Linked DNA regions of Rattus norvegicus: regions 2 and 3 are each linked to region 1. Evidence: chromatin contacts called from public Hi-C data. All regions are on one chromosome and are shown on one strand. Each heading gives the region's core, a stretch centred on a gene start, on an enhancer-like site or on the middle of the called end of the contact. The rest is flanking DNA. Distances are from core to core; before and after follow the strand shown.

The links. Hi-C and Micro-C count contacts between places; a contact is called where the count stands out from the background.
Region 2: a contact with region 1 is called in a Hi-C map of Schwann cells, with 6 times the contacts expected there. The contact joins two enhancer-like sites. A contact is called at or near these places in 4 of 12 Hi-C or Micro-C datasets (the A7r5 cell line, Schwann cells, kidney and 1 more).
Region 3: a Hi-C map of the A7r5 cell line shows a contact between it and region 1, with 4 times the contacts expected there. The contact joins two enhancer-like sites. A contact is called at or near these places in 2 of 12 Hi-C or Micro-C datasets (the A7r5 cell line and mammary epithelial cells).

Annotation. Positions count from the first base shown.
Region 1 is chr2:45,577,621-45,581,564 of GRCr8, reverse strand. No RefSeq gene overlaps it. Among named protein-coding and RNA genes, the nearest start is that of Ankrd55, 68 kb to the left of the region's middle. Within about 2 kb of position 1,749, at least 5 of the 93 cell types and tissues checked have an H3K27ac peak or open chromatin away from gene starts, as enhancers often do. A contact at or near this core is called in the A7r5 cell line and Schwann cells, where this site is marked.
Region 2 is chr2:45,425,799-45,429,942 of GRCr8, reverse strand. LOC102554307 (a long non-coding RNA gene) reads right to left here. Exons shown (of 3, transcript XR_005500645.2): 3 at 1,988-4,144. Among named protein-coding and RNA genes, the nearest start is that of Ankrd55, 220 kb to the left of the region's middle. Within about 2 kb of position 1,797, at least 26 of the 93 cell types and tissues checked have an H3K27ac peak or open chromatin away from gene starts, as enhancers often do. A contact at or near this core is called in Schwann cells, where this site is marked.
Region 3 is chr2:45,406,865-45,410,934 of GRCr8, reverse strand. All of the region lies in intron 1 of LOC102554307 (a long non-coding RNA gene), which reads right to left. Among named protein-coding and RNA genes, the nearest start is that of Ankrd55, 240 kb to the left of the region's middle. Within about 2 kb of position 2,159, at least 6 of the 93 cell types and tissues checked have an H3K27ac peak or open chromatin away from gene starts, as enhancers often do. A contact at or near this core is called in the A7r5 cell line, where this site is marked.

The DNA.
Region 1 (3,944 bases), core at 500-2,999:
GTGCGGTTAGAAAATGGGCCAACCCTTGAAATAAACTTGAGTCTGTTCAGTATGGTAAGTAAAAGTCAAAACTTGACACGGGGTGTAATAGCAGCTCGGGAGCAAGATTGGCTAGGGTGTATGGCTTATGATATGCTTATGGCTTGCATCACAAGGAGCATTGTCATCTCCTACACCGATGCTGAACACCATGGTTCATTTTCGGAGGCCTGAGCCAGGTCCAGGGTTAAAGAAAGCACCCTGCTAGTGCAAGAGACAACTGGCCTCCTCCCTCGACAGAACCTTTAACAAGCCTCTTTCTCACATCTGTTGACTCAACCCAGACCAGAGAATTCTTTGAAAGACAGCGAGGCTGTAAATCAGCAGGTCCCGTGAAGATGCATTCCAGGGTCCGGGAGGGAAAAAAAGCTGCACACAAAAAGCCCCTCTTCTAAGTTTTCAGGAATGCTGTGAGTGGCCTTGGAGGTCTCGGGGTTAGACTGCAGGGCTGGGAATGGAAAGGATCCAGAAGAGGGGCGCGGTGAGGCAGTAGCAGGAGCAGCCAAGCAGGCCTCTAAGAATGATGAGTTTCCCGGAGCAGAGCCGTGCCTAGTGGATGCGGCGCACTTGGTGAATGGGGTGAGTGACTCTATCTCAGGCTCTGACTCCCTGGCTGTGTGGAAGACGGTTCATGCTGCCCATACTCTCTTTAAGAAGTCTGGTTCGATCACACGTGGACTCTGGGTGTGAGTGAACCTTGAAGCCCTTGGGTTTAAAAGCATTCAAACGGATACCTGTGTCTGGAAATAGAAGTGGGACCAATGGGGAAGAAGGAAGGGGGACGGGATGGGGGAGGGGAGGACAAAAAGAGAAAGTGACGAACCAAGGCATGACACGAGCCTGTATGCAAATGCTTCAGTGCAGCCTATTAAGTTGTACAGTTAACTGTGTTCACCATAAAACATTAGCGGAGATTCTGAAGCTGTGGAAAAGGAGAGAAACAAAAACGTCCTGCACAGCAAAGGAAACTCTCCAGCTCCCAGGCTAATGTCAGCGCTGGTGCTGAGCAGGGCTTGCTAAGTCAGGTGATTCTTACGTGGGTGCCACACCCTTTGGGATTTTCAGGGGGTATTGGAACACTTCTGTGCCTGCGGAGCCTCAGAATACGTATCTTCCAGAGCTTTCCAAAACACACAGCTCTCCCAATGGGGTGGGCTGAAGGAGAAGAGGAGAAGGCAGAGGCTTACATGTCCCTGGGGCAGAGCATCCCTTGAGGCCCTCAGGAAGCATAACGAGGTGGGTTCCAATCAGTTGCTCGCCCACCTACATCAGTGGTTTGATGTGGTACAAGGAATGCCAGGATCTCACTCAGAAGGTGAGAGTCAAAATTCTAGCCTTCATAATACCTGCAAGATCTGTAAACGAAGTTGGATGGGTCCCACCTACACTCCAGGTACGACGGACAAGTAGATTTGTACCAGAGCAGCACTCCTTCCCCTCTCTCCATCAGTCTCTTCCTCTTCTCTTCCTTTACCACTTCCCTTCTGTGTATGTCAGCCCAGCTAGCTGGAAGAGAACCCAAGCAAAGCCTATAGCCCAGTGGTCTGACACCCATAGAGGACCAGGGTTGCTGGCAGACATGTAGGCTGTATTCAAACCTCCTCGTCCCAGAGCAATGGCCGCTTGCCACTGACCAGTATCACCATGGACAAATACTATTTATTCAACTAGGATGCCAAGCATTTTCAATTCCTGACTCATCTCGGGAAGAAGAATTCTGAAAAATGGGGCAGGGGGGTGAGTGGGGAATGAACGGGAATAAACCCAGAGAAGGCAAGAAGGTCATTGTTGTGTGGAATTGTGTTTTAAACTGAACCAGGCATTCCAGCTCACATATGGTCTCTGGGTCTCTGCAGTGCAGTCACCTCAGGAAAAGAGCTTCAAAACCTGTCATCTCGGGGTTGGGGATTTAGCTCAGTGGTAGAGCGCTTGCTGCCCTGGGTTCGGTCCCCAGCTCCGAAAAAAAGAAAAAAGGAAAAGAAAAACCTGTCATCTCTAGGGACCATCAAACCTGAAGCATGTCTAAAATCCGTGTCTTCATTAAACCCAGCGATATTATGGTCAGACTTTGGGTTAAATTTGGGTGGTTGTGTTTAGATCGGCTGGAATTTAGACCTACATGACAACCAGGAACAAGAACTGGATCCCCTCTTTCTCCTCTTTACCCCATGTCTCCACACTAGGCTCCAACAGCTTGGCCGGAGCTTCACAGAAGCATTTCTTTTTGGCCTGCTGAGGCCTTCTCTGCTTCTTGTGAGCTGAGTCTGACTAAGGAGATCCTGACTCAGCCTGGGAATCAAGAGGTTGTGTCTCATGTTGTGACATTCCTGCTGTCCCTGCACAGATTTATGTTATCTTCTCCTCCCAGTCCTCTTTCCCCAACCACACACAGGGCCTTTTGTGCTTCTTATACCCTCTGCCATGGTAGCAAGGCCCTCTGTCTCACCTTCTGTCTTCCTTCCTTCCCCACATTCTTGCTTCTTCTTCTGAGTCTCTCACTTAGGCTATACCATAAGGGTTTCCTCCCCTGTGGTGCCATAAGAAACTCTTGATAGCAGCTTATCTTGTAGTGATGCAGACTCAACCAGGGAAGTGGACAGGGCCATAGTCCTGAAAATCGAGGAAGTCTGAGTGAAAGGGAGTTAACTGAAGCCAGTGTCACTAATTAGTGGTAACTCAACTGTGGGATAGCAAATTCATAGGCAACGTGTGCTTAACCTTTCAAGCATTCTTCTGAGAGATTTCTCCCATCTAATGGATGAGTTAACTGAAGCTCAGAGAAGACAAGCGGCTAAGCTTGAGGTCCTGTTGGCACCTGACAGCACTGGGTCCTGGGTCTGTTGACTCTGGGTCCCACTCTCCTCTGCATTCTGGCCTCTGGCCTCTCTCCTCTGCCCACTGAGGACTCTATTGCCATCTTCACACTTATCCTTAGCTAAGCCAACTCCATCTTGGTTCTAAGCAAACTCTGATGTGCTGGTCCATACATTTTGGTTGAAGAAACTTGATTGAAGTGTCAGGATAATTTATGGTGCTGATGGGACTCAGGTGCTGACAACGTGACTTGAGTTGAAAGATGCTATGCTTTATACATGCTTTGGGTTGGGAGGGAATTGCAGGCACAAGGGAACAGTTCAAGGTTGCTGGTCCTGAATATTCAGGCAAGATGAGAGGAGGACCTGGACGATGATTTCAGTGAAAGGAGAGACTCAGGTAGGAGAGTTCTTGTTTTAGGATTGGGAAAATATTAAATTTCTTTAGCTTGTCCTTTTTTAAATAAAGAAATCCTGCACGTGATTAATTACCTATAAAATATTTATAAAACAGAAACACATAAAACAAGAGCAGATAGTTAGACTTACGGGGACTTGGCCCTGCCTTACTCTCCATGACTCATTATTTACTAAGTCAGTGTTCACACTGCTGCCCTAACAACCAAGATTCCTCCATATGCTTTCTGTTTAGCGGTCTGGCAGTTCATCTTCAATTAAGATGGATTCTCTGTGAGAATTATCATTGACTCAGGTTTCTTCACCTCTAGATCCTTGCTGTCCCTACCTATGGTAGGTACCAGAAAATAAATGTGCTTGTTTCTCTTTCTCTCTCTCTCTCTCTCTCTCTCTCTCTCTCTCTCTCTCTCTGTATAGTTGTTTTGTTAGTATGAATGTGTGTGCACCAACTGTGTGCATGGATACCTGTAAAGCTCAGGACAGGGCATTAGATCTCCTGGAACTGGAGTTAGACTCATTAGTGAGCCATCACATGGTTGCTAGGAATTGAACCTGGGGTCTCTGGAAGAGTAGCCAGTGCTCTTAACTTTTAAGTCATTTCCCCAGCCACATATTACCTTAAACAAATGAAGGAATGAATCAATGAATGAATGAATCAATGAAAGTTAGGAAGAG
Region 2 (4,144 bases), core at 548-3,047, 150 kb after region 1:
AACACTGATCTCATCATGGGGTCCCCACCTATGTGACCTCATCCAAATAGAATCACCTCCCAAAGAGCTCACCCACAAGTGTCATCACACTGGGGGATAGCCTACAGATTTTGGAGACACGCAAGACTATAAAAAAAGATTGACTGGATTAAACAACACAGCCGATGTTCAAGTTCCCTTTGGTTAGAGAACTGATTCTCAGCCTGTGGGTCATGACCCCTTGGGCAACCCTCTATCTCTGAAATTTTACATAACAATAGGAAAATTACAGTTATAAAGTAGCAATAAAAATCATTTTACTGTTAGGGGTCACTACGACATGAGAAGCTTTATGAAAGGATTGCAATATCTTGAAGGTTGAGAACCACTGGTCTAGGAGGAGTCCATGTCAAATTTTCCTGCTTTGGTCTGCACATCTGGGAGCTAGGCAGTTCAGAGTAGAGAAGCAAGAGAGAGGCAACAACTTCGTAAATGAGCGTCACGCTATGGGAAGCACTAGGTCTTTGTGGGAACAGGGGTCTGAGTTTCCTAAAAGAAGAAGCAAGTCTGACAGGGAACCAGTGCAGTTCTAGAAGGTGCCCTCCGTGTTAGGAACCCTATTAGCTTGTAGACTTCTTAAGTTATTCCAACAACCAACTTAAAAGAAATCATCTTCATCAGCTTATGGATTAATTGATGTCCATTATCCCAAAGGGAAACTGTTCAAATAACTTTTAGGGTTCACTCAAATGAATCTGAGCTCCCACTGACTGTCCTAGTCACACAATTTGTGAAGCACAATGCAGCTTTGAGAAGAAAGAAAGAGACAAACAAACATTAAGCATTTCAAGACCTTGGCTGGCGAATACTCAGTCAGGTGTTGGTCCCTTTCAGAGGGCATCCTCTGCCCATCCACCGTGCCTAGCAACGTTTAGCAAACAAGCACCACAACACTAGGAACCCCAAGTCCCTTCTGGGTCATGTAACTGCTTCAGCTACAAAAGCAGTCATTATTGACACCACTGGGTTTCCCCCAAATTGCCACAGTCTGTAGTGGTCTCCATTGAATGAACAATTTCCACTAATGTTTTCTCCTTTCAAGTTTTGTCCATAAATCAGTTAGCTCAAAGCAAACAAAATAAACAAAAACTAACCAACCAACCAAACACACAAACCAAAAAAAAACCAAACCAAAACAAACAAAAAAAAAAAAACAAAAACAAAAACAAAAAAAACCCCTAAATTGTTGCACTGCAGTAAATCTGATGGTTTGCAGACTTGGTGCAGCACCGCTGTTTATTGGTGTGTATACGTTGGAAAGTGGGCAGGTAGAAACACCATGCCCCAAAGCCAAAGAAACTAACCTCACAACCAGGGCAAGCCGCTTAGTAGACGGCACGCCCCCTTATGTCCCTGCCTCCGTTGACAAGTAAATTGCTTTCCAAACATTCCCTGGAAAACTGCATAAACTGAAAATGGCTGTAGTTGTGGAGAGACTGGAAGAAGCTGAGATGACAGGCAGCTGGGGAGGAATCTCGCTCTAGCTTTCTTTTTCTAGTGGATCATTTGATAAGAAAGTCAGATCGCAAAGGCCTCACAATGGCCTATTTATCACAAACCGGGCAGCCAGAGCTGGGAATCACGGGGGTGGCAGCCATCCCCGGAAAACCACGGTGCTCCGACACAGGAAAGCCGGCTGATAAGCGATCTGCAGACAACGCTCCTTCCTTCCTGGGAAGCTGTCACACAGGCAGTGGACTGACCCCGGGCGACGGTGCAGCTCCCTGAGCAGTGGGATGGGGAGTGGGGAATCTCTCCGGGGGTAGAGTAGACTATTGAACCAGATTGGCACAGCTCAGCCCCGCCCTGATCCTGCACTCCGGCAAACAGGGAGGGACAGGCGGTGGGGTGTTGGGGGGGTGGGGGTGGGGGTTGCACTCCGGCCTGCACCATACTCTAGGTTGTGATGGGAACCGACTGGCACAGCCCTTTCTGAAAGTCCCCCGGGGTGGCTCCTCCCTGCTGGATTTCGGTCAAAAGCAAAAAGAGACACAGACGTTTGTCGCCCTACTAAACCCTTAGAGCTTTGAGTTACGTTCCAGGCACAAAGACTTAACCTCTTTGGCAGGGTGGCCCATTAACAAATACAGAGCCAGTCCTGAAATGTGGCCCCTAACTTCCTAAGACCGGTATTATTTATGCAGACAATTAAAAGAATTGGAGGCCGCCATCCCTAGGTTCTAAGATGCCCAGACTCCCCAGGGAGCACTGGGTTTTGCAGAATTGGTGCAGCAGCTGTTCCCCCCGCTGCTGCTCTATGACAAGATATGTACTTTCATTTATCCAATCCCCGAAATGCTTGGTTTAGAGCCTGAGAGAGCCGGAGACTGGCTGTCTATAGAGGGAAAGGTCTGGGAAGGCCAGGCCACAGAGGGAGCTGTGAACTATGCTTGCAAGCCTGTAGGGCAGGGCAAGAGGGAATGGGGTCTCCAGGCCACAGAGGGGGCTGGTCAGCTGGGAGCTAGGATGTCCTTCATCTCTTTTCCAAATTGTACACAAGTCCCACAAAGTCGAAAAGGGGTGGGGGAGGTCAGGTCAGAGCTTGAGTGTGTGTTCTGCTGCTCCAGGCATTGCAGTCAGGAATCTACTGATTCCTGTGGCAGGCAGCTAAAAGCAACCAAAGTTCTTCTTCCAGGCTATGTGTATCTCTCTCTCTCTCTCTCTCTCTCTCTCTCTCTCTCTCTCTCTCTCTCTCTCTCTGTCTCTCTGTCTCTGTCTCTCTCTCTGTCTCTCTCTCTGTCTCTCTCTCTGTATATATGTGTGTGTATATGTGTGTATAATGTGTTGTGTGTAACTCTGTGTGCCTGTGAATGTATATCTGTGTGTATCTGTGAGAGAGATGAACACAGAAATACACACACAGATATACACTCACAGATATACACAGATACACACACACACACACAGAGAGAGAGAGAGAGAGAGAGAGAAGAACACAGAAATACACACATATACACACTCACAGATACACACAGAGATATACACAAAGACATACACAGGTAGACACACAATACAGACACACACACACACACACACACACACACACACACACACACACACACCTCACCCTCATCATCACTATCTCCAAACGTACTATTCTGCCTTTAGCAGCAGGGGCAGAACTGGGAAGGAATTTCTTCTGCCACCTGCAGGGCAGTGACTTGACAAACAGAGAAAGATATTCCACCCTAAGGGCACAAGGTCCTCCAATTGATTATTCTATAGACAAGGACAAAGTTGACCCTTGACCCAAAGGAACAAAGAAATTATGTGATGGACCCTGTTGCTCTGTGGTGGTCTGAGACCTAAGTTACTAAGCACTATGAAGCAAGGTGCCACGATTTACCAGGAAACTGCCTCCTCCCCTGTTGCTATGAAAATCCCCTAGCATGATCTGGGATTTCTCCAGATCCTCCATGAAATCTCCCATGTATTAGGGGGAAGAGTGGCTGGTGTCCCCAACAAAGACAGGGGATGTGAGCCATGTTCACATTTCTTCTGAAATGTAGTTTGGGGTTTCCTACCTACTGTGGCCATCACTGTAGTCTCCGTCTGCAGGACTCCAAGAAAACAAGAAGTGGCTCTTTCTAAGGAATAGACTGCGTTCTGTCTCTGAGATTGAGTTATTTACATCGCACCATTGAACAACATGGGAAAGAATGTGGGCTATGGTCACCTTCTCCCGTATACACATGTAGTATTATATAGCTTAGGTGGGCCTCAAACTCTGTATGGATCCAGAGAAGACCCTGAATTTCTGATCCTTGTGTCTAGACCTCTTGAATGCTGACATTACAAGCATGCACGACACTCCTGGTTTGCGCAGGGCTGAGGAATGAACTCAAGCCTTCTTCTGTTTGTGCTATCGATGGAGCTACATGCTGTGATGACTACTTTCTAAGGAGAGAGACTTGGTGTGTCAGGTAGAAGACTTTGCCATATATCCACGTTATCAGTATCTTCTCAGAGATAGCTGGGTAATAGGAATTCATTTAACACACATTCATTCATGAGTTCTTCAACTGGATGTGACTGTTCATACTTGTAATTACAGTATTCCAGAAACTGAAAGAGAGAGAGAGAGAGAGAGAGAGAGAGAGAGAGA
Region 3 (4,070 bases), core at 910-3,409, 170 kb after region 1:
AGACAATGTAACAGCTCTCTCAAGCCTTTCTTCCGGCTTCACTCACTAGCTTCTAGGTGTTTCTCCCATTTCCTGTTTTCTGGGGGTGCATGTGTGTTCGCTGTAACATAGACTCAGATAGCCAGGCATTAAAGGTACAATAGGCAGAAGGTCTCGAATATCAGGATAGAGGAAATTGTATAGAGAACTGTGAGATGGTAGGAAGGCAGAGACACGAGAAGAGCTACCGTTAGATTTTGTGTTCCAAAGAATCTAGAACTCCTAAGAGAGAATACGAAGAGTATAAGGGCAGCTGCGTCTCGAAGCATCAGAGGAAAGACTTGACTTTTATTAAACCAGTGCCAGGTGAACGCACAGTGTCTGCCCTCGTCCCTACTGGAAGCCTTACAGGACAACAACGCCAACAGGAAGCAGAGAAGCTGGCTGGGACACGGCTGTGAAGAAAAGTCTCAGACAACTAAAGTAAAAGTCTCCTGCATTTACCAATTGCAAAAAGACCATGCAGCTCTGGGAAACACAGGCTGGAGCCCCCTCAGGTAAGGATCCTAATGAAGAGGTTTTCACTGGCTGTGCTCACGAGGCTGCTCGAGAGATCAGTGTGACCCAAACGCCCAGTCAGGTCCAGAAATTCAAAGTCAGAACCGGAAGTCCAAGGTGAGGCCCAGTGCGTCTCACCTTGGGGAGAGTACACACTGCTTCAGACTTGTTTCCCCCTCTCTCTGAGCAGTCTCGATGCTGTTTCTTTTCTGATTGTTTGTTTTGTTTTGTTTGTGGAGACGGGGTTTCTCTGTGTAGCCCTGACTGTCCTGGAACTCATTCTGTAGACCAGGTTAGTCTCACAGAGATGCGCCTGCCTCTGCCTCCCAACTGCTAGAATTAAAGGTGTGTGTCACCACCACCCAGCTCAACTCTGCTTATCTAAATGGCTGAATATCTTGATTATCTAAGGATTTTTTGCATTTTAAGCCCACTCCCACACACCAAAAGATGCAACTGGGAAGAAAAGGTGACTTTTGTGTGTCACCAATATTGAGTGTGTAGATTTTTTTTTGAAAGCTTCAACACTGAATCTTCTTAGTCTTTCCAATCATCTAGCGAGGAAGGGAGTGGGGAAAGGAATGGGCCTTCAGAGTCCTGGACTGTGATCCTTGAAGAGCTTCAGGGTGTGTCTTAGTTAAGGTGTCTATAACTGTAACAAAACATCATGACCAAAAAGCAAGTTGGGGAGGAAAGGGTTTATTCAGCTTACACTTTCCACATTGCTGTTCATCACCAAAGGAAGTCAGGACTGGAACTCAGCGGAGCAGGAACCTGGATGCAGGAGCTGATGTGGAGGCCAGGGAGGGGTTATCTGCTTACTGACTGGCTTCCCCTGGCTTCCTCAATCTGCTTTCTAGTAGAGTTCAGGACCATCAGCCTAGGGACAGTACCACCTACAATGGGCTCACCGTTGATCACTAAATGAGAAAATGCCTTATAGCTGGATTCCATGGATGCACTTCCCTCTCTGATGACTCCGGTTTGTGCCAAGTTGACACAAGCCAGTCAGTATAGGGCATAAGGGGTAGGAAGAAAGGAGTCACATTACTCCATGTTAGCCAAGGCTCCCCCTTGAAAGCATCTTAGGACTCTCCCTCCCCTCCTGGCACTCAGGTGTCCTCTACACAGGATTAACACATGAATCTTCTCATTCGTAGTAAAACAACCATGTGCCCTGTGCCCTGTGCCCTGTGCCCTGCACATAGTAAGAATAGAAACAACTTTGTTGGAGAAATTACTTAGTAAAGATGGTATAAAGAAAGGAAAAGAATTAATTTCTCAGAGCCTGCAAAGTGGGAGAGGAAATCAGCATGACTGGGTCGGGTATCCATGAGATTCCAGGATCCCTTCTAATTCAACACATCAGACTTCAGCTCTTCCTTAGTAATGGGCATCCTTTCATACCAGCTCTTTAAACGGTTCACCAGCACCCATCCTGAGCCCAGGCCTATGCCCTTGGTAGGACACAGGAGTCAAGCCTTTTCTCAAATGCATTCGTGTACCAAGTCCACAGCTCGGCTTCATCTTCATCTTGGCCCAAAATATCTGGAGAATGTGTGGTCACCAGCCTGAGAGCTAACCAACGTCTTAGTCACTCCACCAGACAGCAAAGTCCACAGTCCATAAACTTTAATATGTTTCCCTCCAGCATCAAGTCCACACTGGGGAATTCCAGCACTAGGCACTCCATTAACTCACTTAAAAACAGTTGCCCTCCCTAAGGATTGTTTTCCAGGGCACTGGAAAGAGACTATACTCATCCTACAGTGTCTATTTGTGTCTAAATATAGACACAAATGAGTACTGAACCCTTGAGGCTGATAACAATATTTTGGATGACTCTTTTCAAGACACTATCAGCAGGAAAATCTAACAGGCTGCTCATTTGGGGTGAGGAGTAGGGCAGGAAGGGAGTGGGTGTAACTGGGAGTGCCAGAGGTTTGAGAACATAGCCAAGTCCCAAAGCCAGAGACATCATTTGACCCTTTTTCTGTTCTGAAGACCCTGGTCGACTTCTAATAAGGTCTGTTCTTATTATGAAAGGAAATCACTCCTGATCTTTTAGGGGAATATTTTTATAAATTAGGTCAAACCATCAGCCTGGGTGATTTGAAAACTTGAAGTATTTCTATGACTTTTGAAAATACATAGGTAGAGACTATATTAAAATACAAGACCCGAGTCTTGAACTAAGGGTTACTCAGGACCAAGTGGGGAAAAGGAGATATTTCCCTTTTGGTTACCTATTTATTATTGGTGTTGACCTGAGCCATCTTTTGTGAGTGGATTAGCCTTGTTAATTGCAGAGACTGCTACATAAGGAAGCCATTCTCATAGTCTGAGTCTAGGATAAAAATCAAGAATTGGGGAAGGGGCTGGGTGACAGTGGTGCACACTTCTAATCCCAGCATGTGGGAGGCCAAGGCAGGCAGATACCTGGGAGTTTGAAGTCAGTCTGATCTATAGAGAGTCCAAGAACAGCAGAGGCTACACAGAGAAACCCTGCCTGGAAAAACAAAACAAAACAAAACAAAACAAAACAAAACAAAACAAAACAAATGAGGAAGAAAAAGCTGTTTGTAAGCACAAGCCACAGCCATTAACCTTATCTGTTCCTCTCTACCTCTTGTCCCAGGGAGAAAGTCACAGAGGCTCTGAGCAAACTGACTGGCTCATGATGTCCAAAGACACCTAGAAAGCAATAACTAGAGATATCCCATGAGAGTGTGGATGGTTGCATGTGTCCTGTGAATGAAATGGGGTTGGTCGACTGCTACAGTAGGAATCTACAAACTGTTCCTCCACACATCCAAGTTTTAGATGCTTGATCCCCAGGCAGTAGCGCTGTTTTGGGCAGCTCCATAACCTTTGGGTGACAGAATCTAGTTGGAAGAAGTAGGTCACTAAGGACAGGTCCTTGTGATCTGCCTGCTTCCTATGTTGCCCTGCTTCCTGATCAGCCATGACACGAAGGGCTATCCTCAGTCAGATGTTCCTTCTGCTATGACACTGCACATAGGAACAACTCCTCATGGACTGAACCATCTGAATCATTGGTCCACATACATCTTTCTGGTTTCTGTCAAGTATTTTGGTCATAGTGATGGAAGCGTTGACCTTACAAAGTGGAGGTCCATGTAGGGTCCTAGGGTGGGACCAGGGAATGAGTGTGGAGGCACATTGTGCCATTGAGGAAATGAGTACCTTGTCCTAGTTTCCACTCCTCTCTTTCCAAGTACGCCCAGTGGGCTGGGTGACTTTGGAATGTGCATTCCAATACTAAGGTTCTGACTAGTCAGAGAGGTCCCCAGGTGGCAGGACATTCAAGGCTGGAGGTGATTTCATTTAGACAGAAAGATTTCTGGACTGTAATGTTTTAGAAAACAATTGAATATTGGTTTGACAGTTGGAGTTATTATTGCGATTAGTCACCACCAATCCTTGCTGATTCACCCCAGTGGCTATAAATACACAATAGTTATGACTGTTGCAGATGTTAAGAGCTTTTGAAGTGCTTGAGTTGCTGAAAC